Regions from separate parts of the Hordeum vulgare genome. Here region 2 is linked to region 1. Evidence: chromatin contacts called from public Hi-C data. All regions are on one chromosome and are shown on one strand. The core of a region is the stretch at or near the end of the contact, and the rest is flanking DNA. Distances in the headings are between cores, read along the strand shown. Region 1 holds the start of LOC123449316 (digalactosyldiacylglycerol synthase 2, chloroplastic-like). Region 2 holds the start of LOC123449318 (replication protein A 70 kDa DNA-binding subunit B-like).

Region 1 (3,538 bases), core at 359-2,858:
GGTCCAGATTCTTGAGACAAATGAGGCATCATGAACAGAGTAACACGGTTGACATAACAGAGGTGAATGTTTGACCGCAAATATTCAGGATGTTACCTTGTGGCAATAAATTCGGGTAACCCAGGTGTTCGCATATCTGAGGCAACAGGCAATCACTTGTCCATTCTTTTCTCTTCTCACATATGCTAGATAATTTGTGTGAATCACACCAATCACTCGTCTGAACTTATTTTTCCATCTTCGTCCATGGTGGTACCAATTTAGATGCTCAGGCTCCTCTAGAACAGCAATATCGGCCGCTTCATCTGGAATGCATTCTGTGATATCCCCAACAGGTAGGATGCTTCTCATTTCTTTAGAAAACTGCGTCATAAGAAAAGGCCGAGCTCTTTCAAATAGCCTCAAAGCAAAAGCAAATGAAAAATGGGAGGCTGAATATACATATTGCCAGATGGATGGCAACAACTACAGGATCTACCGCCAGCAAGAACAAATCATCATCTATTTGTGCTTAACTCCATGCAAGCAAGGGAATAAAGTTCTATTAAAACTGTAAACAAATCCAGCCAGATATATTTGGAAGGAAACCAGCTGTGCAAAGTAAACCATGGAAAAGATAAGATGATCCCAAGAACACATTGGGCTAGAAGAACTGGTGTACCTTAGCGGGGTAGAATTTGATGCTGAACGATGGCCTGAAGTCGACCCTCTCCTCAATCCAGCGACGAACATAGCCCTCTTGCTCCAACGGCGAACCGAACACAACCTTGTTTGGGTAAACCAACTCTTGGTCCCGTAGAGAAAGCCAGGGGATCAACAAGGTGACGTCTCTACTCCCATCCTTGGCAAGGTAGGCCGCCCGGAACAACGGGTTGATGGAAGTCCCCGTCATCCACGGAAGGCTGGCCGTGGTGAACACGGCGAAATGCCGCCTCGCGGACATGGCGCACAGCTACGCCGTGAATTCCACCCAAAATTCACGTTGCCGTGTAAGGTATCCCGTCACTGGGAAAGACAAAGGAAATGCATGAGCATCAAACTCCTGAACCAGGTTTCTAGATGTGGGTACTAAGTATACAGTAGTAACAACTCACTAATCTCCATGTATGAATCGTTACGAGACACAGGGTAAACTGTAACAGCAGGTATGCTATGCATGCTGCAACTTGCAACCAGACGACACAAATCGGTTGAAAGCGAGCTCCCGAGTGCTGGGGGATGCTACCAGTAATAATAATAATGATCAAACAAACAGACGACTATTCCAAACGCGCGCGCGGGGGGCCGGGGCTGGACGAAATCGAGCGGATTGGCGAGGAATCAGGGGGCGGCTTACCACCGAGGTTCGACGAGGAGAGCTCCACGCCAGAGGCGCCTGTTGGGGGCAGCTCGCGGCCGGAGCGGGTTCGGCCCGGCGGGAGCGTGACAAGGGCGAGGGGCGACGGCTGTGGCGGCGAGGGGCGACGGCTGTGGCGACGAGGAGGCGGGCGGGCGGGCGGCGGCGGCAACCGAGAGCGGAGCGAGCGGAGCGGAGGGGGAAAGGGAGTCGGCCAGGCCACCCCCACCAACACCTGTCGTGTCGTGGGCGCGCGCTGGCGCTGGCTAGATCCCCCCGGAAGCCGGAGTGCTACTGTTTCCCCTGATCCAGTCCAGTCCCGCGCGGCAACGACGTGACGTGCCGACGTGCGCCGGTCGATCCGGGCCGCTCGCCGGCGTCTGGACGGACGTGAGGCGGCACAGCGTGACGGCTGACGCGGCCCCAGGCGCGAGTAGTTTAGTGGCCGGTAATCTGAGATTATGCCTAATGGCGTGGAATATTCCTCCCTTGACAGCCACGCTCGGGCGCCGACCGAATCCAAGCAACCGACCGGGTCTCACAGAGGGCATCGTGCCAGCGAGGGGCTCTCTGTTTCGAATGTTGAGGTGCCAGCTCACGATATCCAACCTCGATCCCCAGATGTCTGTTTTATTGGATTTCGTATATTTTGGGACAGTAAAATGAATGTCCGTGTTCGGTTTGGGTAGTCGATGAGTCGATACATGGCCGCATCGTAAATCATACACACCGTCTAAAATAAGGGACGTGATACGAATTAGTCTGATGATTTCTTGATTTCTTAGAGAAATCATCCGGCTAGACAACCGTCAAATCAACGCGATGATCGCCCTTGAATCACTTGCAACATTGTAGCAGCAGTAAGCATGTGGCTGCTTCGACGCAGCGTTGCTGCATCCCGGCAAAAGTTCCAGTGGAGCTCTCATGGTGCACGTCGGTGTCCGACGAAGCTCCAATGCAACTCCGGTGAAGCTTCAAAGCAGCACCGACGGCTTCGGTGAAGCTTCAATGCAACTCCGAGAGAGCTCCAATGCAGCGCAGCTGGTGGCATCGCAACTTCGAGACCGCCGTTGAGCTCTCCATTACAGAGCATCAGAAGCGTCTGCTAGCGCTCCATTGCAGCAACGGCAAGCTGAACTCTCCATTACAGCGCCGGAAGGGAGCTCCCGCGAGCGCCTCATTGCAGCGCTCCATTGCGTGCCGGAAGGGAGCTCCGGCGAGCACTCGATTGCAACGCCGACGAGCTACATCGCAGCTCCTCTCCTCTGGTTGTGAGAATGAATGAGATTGAAAGGGGAAGAAAAGAACTAAACATGTGGAGGAGACAACGTCGTCCTTGGAGACGAGGTTTGGGAGAAGCTGTGGGCCGCCTGACGCGGGCACGTGGCACACAGAGGAGGGGGTTTACTAGATGAAGAAAATCAGTCGATAGATTCAGAGACTTTTCCATAAAATAAAAGAGACCACATATTTTTATAATAAACTTAATTAAACATTATTAAAATGCCACCACTCTCGTGGCCATCTAAAAAGTCTACAAAAGTCATGGCCGCTTAACTAAAACATTAGTTAACATTAAAAAATTGTAGTGCCACTACCGCAGTGGTTGCCGTCAATGCCAACGTAGTCTTCACGCGTCCTCGTCGTCGTCCATGGCGTGGTCGACATACGATGAAGGCGTCCAGAGGTGGGTTGGTGGCGCTTGCGGTGGCTGCATGGCCGGAGGCGCTTGCACCGCCTCTTCCCATGGCGGGAGGAGGGTCAGGTGACCGTGGCGGTGTGGGCGCCCAAGGCTCGACACACACCCAGTCGGCCATCTTCGTCGTCGTGGATGACCAGGTCCACCTCTGGCCGACCATGCGCGGGTTCGAAACGCCAGTGGGGGCTCCTCGAGGACCTCCTCCTTGACGATGGTGGGGGGCTCCTTCACGGCCATCTTCAACTTCGAGATGGCGACGTCGTCGTCGCGGAGAGGGCTAACATCTCCTCGAGGCTCATCCATCGACGCTCGTCATGGGTGTGGATGGAGTTCTCCATCACCTGCCTCATGAGCTCCTCCTCCTCGTCGGCGTTCACCGGAGCATGTTGAGGTGGCGGGGACTGCGAGGAGTGGGCGTGAGGCCGCAAACCAGCCTAAGCTCGAGCAGTTGGGTCGGGCTGGGAGCGCGTGCGCGTCAAACGTAGCTCTATGGACGGCCAACA
Region 2 (4,009 bases), core at 1,252-3,751, 450 kb before region 1:
TGTACGGCTAACAAACATCCAAAGCCTTACCTTATCCTGGCCCAAGTTAGGGTCACTTGTGATGTGAGACAGAAAAACTCTGTCAGAGTACATTGATCTCAAACCACCAGCGCTGGATGCACCCATTCCAGCACCAACTGATGCCAAGGAAGTACCCTTGCCTTCAGATTCATACCTGTTCGGCAAACAATGTGGTCATGATCTATCACAGGTAAGGCTAATTAAATGAAGAAGCGTTTAGTATCAGGGCCTTACCAGGCTCTAAGCTTCTCAGTCTCAGGCAACTCTGGGTTAATAACAAGTGTACTCTTGCCTACTGTAGAGACAGACACGCCTGGTAGAGAAATTTAGCAGCAAACTATTAGCACAAACAAACAACTCATGACTGTCCAGAAAACAGTTGGTTGGAAGGGTATCAAGAACATACCTTGAAAGTCAGATACTTTCAGGCTCTTGATTGCAACGATAGGTGCAGAGTCAACCATGTCCAACAGCTCTTCACCAAGAGTGGTGGCAAGATCATTCCAAAGAGAAACTGTGACGGTCTTGTTTCTGCAATCAAATTAGATGTAAATCAGAAGAATGCACCACGTTTCTAGCTACAATATCATATAAACCACATTTTAAGCTATCAGCAAGCTAAGTTGCACTTACGAGTCATCTGCAACAACAATGTCACGCTTTGGAATTGACTCATTGTCGATCTTCCTTCTGATACTCAGAGTAGGTGATACACTCTGAACAACACCAATGATATCTACAGACAAGAAATGGAACAGAGTAAAATTAGCCAGGCTGGATGCTAGAAGGTAATAATATACTGTAGTTCACTGCCAGGCTGGATGCTATAAGGTAATAATATACTGTAGTTCACTGAATTTAAGCAATTCGGCCTCACCTACTAACTCCCTGCCACCAACATATGGCCCCAGCATATCAATCTTAACAAAGTTGTATTGCACTGGTGGAATGAAAGATTCCCCCTCAGCTTCTTCAACAACAGCATTCTCATTCAGGGTCATCTCATAGTCATTCTGGACCGTCTTGAACTGCTTGTTTGCAATTCTCAGCGACCCCTTGGAGATGTAGTAGACCTTCCCAAGCTCAAACACGGGATAGAACTTCTTTGCAGGCTCGTTGAACATGGTGGCCTGGATTTGGGTGCCCTGTATTATACAGATCAAGCAATGCCAGCTTACAGTTAAAACTTGGTTCGGCAAATGCATGCATGAATGAAAGCGCTACATTGTCAGGGGAACTTACATCCTCGTCAGTGAGCTCTACGTTGAAGACATGGCCTTCTCCACGGGCATTCCTGTATGACCTGAGGTTGCCCTTGCTTGTGACCCGCACCTTGATGACCCAATTCCCCTGGTAGGGGTTCAGGGAGATCAGAGGATGGACCCGCCTGGTCATGGCCAAGCGAGCAGCGGGAGCAGCACTGCAGATACAGAAGTTACAAGAGTTAGCAGCGATTCTTCAGAGACTTCCGCAAGCGAAACAGTAGAGTAAGGATGCTGTTATGCAAGAAGAGCTTACTTTCCACGCTGCTCGCTAACAATCTGGGACGCGGACTTCACGTCGTGCCTGGGCTTCAGCATAATCGAATCCGGGGACGCACCATTGGGCTTGGAGATAACCGCATCCTCCTCCTTGGGCTTCATGAGAACGGATGGCTCTTCCATCTTGACCTCGCTCTTGATCTCGGCGTCAAGCGCCTGGGACACGACCTCGCACTTGGTGACGATCACCATCCTGCCGTACAGCGTACAGAGCACGGTGTTCAGTGAAGGATGAAACGGATCTATAAGATGGCCGGAGGGGGGTGGAGATTTTACTTACTTGTCCGACTTATTTGGGATGTCGTTGCATGTGTAGTTGAGGATGCGGACGAGGCCGAGGTTCTGGAGTCTGCCGGACTGGACCTCCGACGCGAAGTGGGAGGAGAGGATCGCCTTGACCTTCGCCTCCCCGTCGCTAGCCATGAAACTGCAAGGCAACAAGAACAGTCCGTCAGGGTCACGGGTCATATACAGGGGGAATCGGCGCTAAGAAGAACAGATCTGCGGCGGCACGGAGCAAAACGCAGAGATCTAGACATATTCTGAAGACCAAACGAGCGATTTCGCGTGGTCCGGTATGAGCGGAACGGACGGATAGATCCGGCGACAGGATACGAGGGAGGGGGGAGGAGGGAGAGCACTCACGCGAAGCGGGAGCCGATGGGCTTGAGGTCGACGACCTGCACGACGATCTCCGGCACGTCGGCGGCGGACTCCGGCGTGGGGTTGGCGAGGATGAGGGCCACGGCGCCCGGCGTCACCGACTTGGCGTCCATGCCTCTCGTCTCCGGCGGGGTTTCGCGCGCCTTCCGGAGGAAGATTTCGTGGGCGGTGGTGAAGGTGGGCAGCGGCGGCGGAAATGGTTTGGAGTTGGGAGAGGGGATGGGGTTTGGATTTGGAGTTGGGAGAGGGGATGGGGTTTGGATTTGGAGTTGGGAGAGGGGATGCGATCCGCGCGCTGGTTATAAGGTGCGTTTGAGGGGGAAATTGGCGGGCGGGGGCTTCTGGCTCCTGCGAATTGCCGCGGGTTTCTGTCAACGGCGGGAGGCGCGCGGATGGTTTTTCTTTTTTTGGCTCACGTTTCGGTGGCTCTGGCGGGAAAATTTTGAGGGGAGTTTTCGCGCCGGGAGCGAGCGGGCGGGGGGAGAGAGAGCGGGTGTTAGCGGTGTGGTGGTGCCGCTTTCTCGGCCTAGCTGGGTCGAGAGGAGGACTTTGGGGCCCAACATCGAGACGAGCCACACGTGATTTTTTTTGTTTTTGAATTCGGAAGTGTGTGTGATACGATTCAGGGGGAAATACTGTGTGCACTGGCCGTGGGAGGAGGAAATACTGATTTTTTATTAAAAAGAAATATATTAATATCGCAAACATGTCAATTACGTTCAGCTTTTACAACAACAAGATGTCTAAAGACATCAAGGTGACATCAAGGATGCACACGGACAAAAAAAAGGACTCGTCGTGGTGATGACACTCGCAACGGTAGTACCCTAACCAACATCTGGACCACAAAATAGATTCTTCGAAAGCAACTTCCCAAAAAGAAAATAATGCATAAGGAGTGTCTTCGCCCGATCGAAGATCTTGGGTTTTCACCTTGAAAAAAGTCTGAGTTCATAAAAAACAATGTCTTTAACAAGGTCATTGCCACGTACAACCAATGAAGGCGAGACCTTGAATTTTCACTTTAAAAATCTCGGCTCGGTGCTCAAAGAGCACCATCAAAAACGCAGTTCACCTGTGCTGCCACCCCATCTTGTCAAGGTTGTTGTTGCGGGTCACCAAATACGTGACACACAGGAAGGACATGTGTCGCTAGTCTGCATCACGACCAAAACACCTCACTCACATTTCAAACCTCCCATGGCAACCATCATGACTTTCGTCATCTGTGTTAATACCATGGATATCTATATTTAGACATGTTACGCGGCACTAACAAGAAAGTGAAGCTTCTCGCCACGCCCTCATGAAGCCTCGCTGCCCGAAGATAAGGGCGCCCACGACCGATTCGAATCTGATCTAGATATCCAGTGGCACCATGCGCCAGTCAGCGGAAATCTCTAAGGGGAAGTCCGGAACTCGTCGACGTCCAGATAAGGAGGCCGACATGAAGCATATCGACGACTTGGTGCTCGAAGATCAGGATGTCCAAACTGCCTTTAGATGCAAGACCAGGAGGCCCCCACGTCACTAGTCATCTCCCTACCGGACTCGTCCTAGAGAAGAAGGCAGACACGTGCTTCCGCACCGGCCCTGATCGGCCCTGAAGCCTAGATTGGGCTGTGAGGCCCAAATCAGATTGGAGCACCACGTCCGTCGGTGGCATGCCAACACCTTCACGACGTCACTTGGTCTACATACCTCATGCCCCGACTATCAGTGCTAAAACTGACGGATCCCCAATAGGGGGTCCCGAGTTGGTGGTCTCGACTAGATGGTAGTAT

Evidence for each region. Hi-C and Micro-C count contacts between places; a contact is called where the count stands out from the background.
Region 2: a Hi-C map of seedling shows a contact between it and region 1, with 3 times the contacts expected there. The contact joins the promoter of LOC123449318 here to the promoter of LOC123449316 in region 1. A contact is called at or near these places in 3 of 6 Hi-C or Micro-C datasets (leaf and seedling).

Annotation. Positions count from the first base shown.
Region 1 is chr4H:534,439,472-534,443,009 of MorexV3_pseudomolecules_assembly, reverse strand. LOC123449316 (digalactosyldiacylglycerol synthase 2, chloroplastic-like) reads right to left here and starts at 1,608. Exons shown (of 5, transcript XM_045126497.1): 1 at 1,337-1,608; 2 at 662-1,005; 3 at 97-363. The coding sequence starts at 943.
Region 2 is chr4H:534,886,142-534,890,150 of MorexV3_pseudomolecules_assembly, reverse strand. It overlaps LOC123449318 (replication protein A 70 kDa DNA-binding subunit B-like), which reads right to left and starts at 2,501. Exons shown (of 12, transcript XM_045126500.1): 1 at 2,208-2,501; 2 at 1,843-1,989; 3 at 1,540-1,755; 4 at 1,264-1,441; 5 at 899-1,166; 6 at 655-757; 7 at 428-552; 8 at 256-334; 9 at 31-175. The coding sequence starts at 2,338.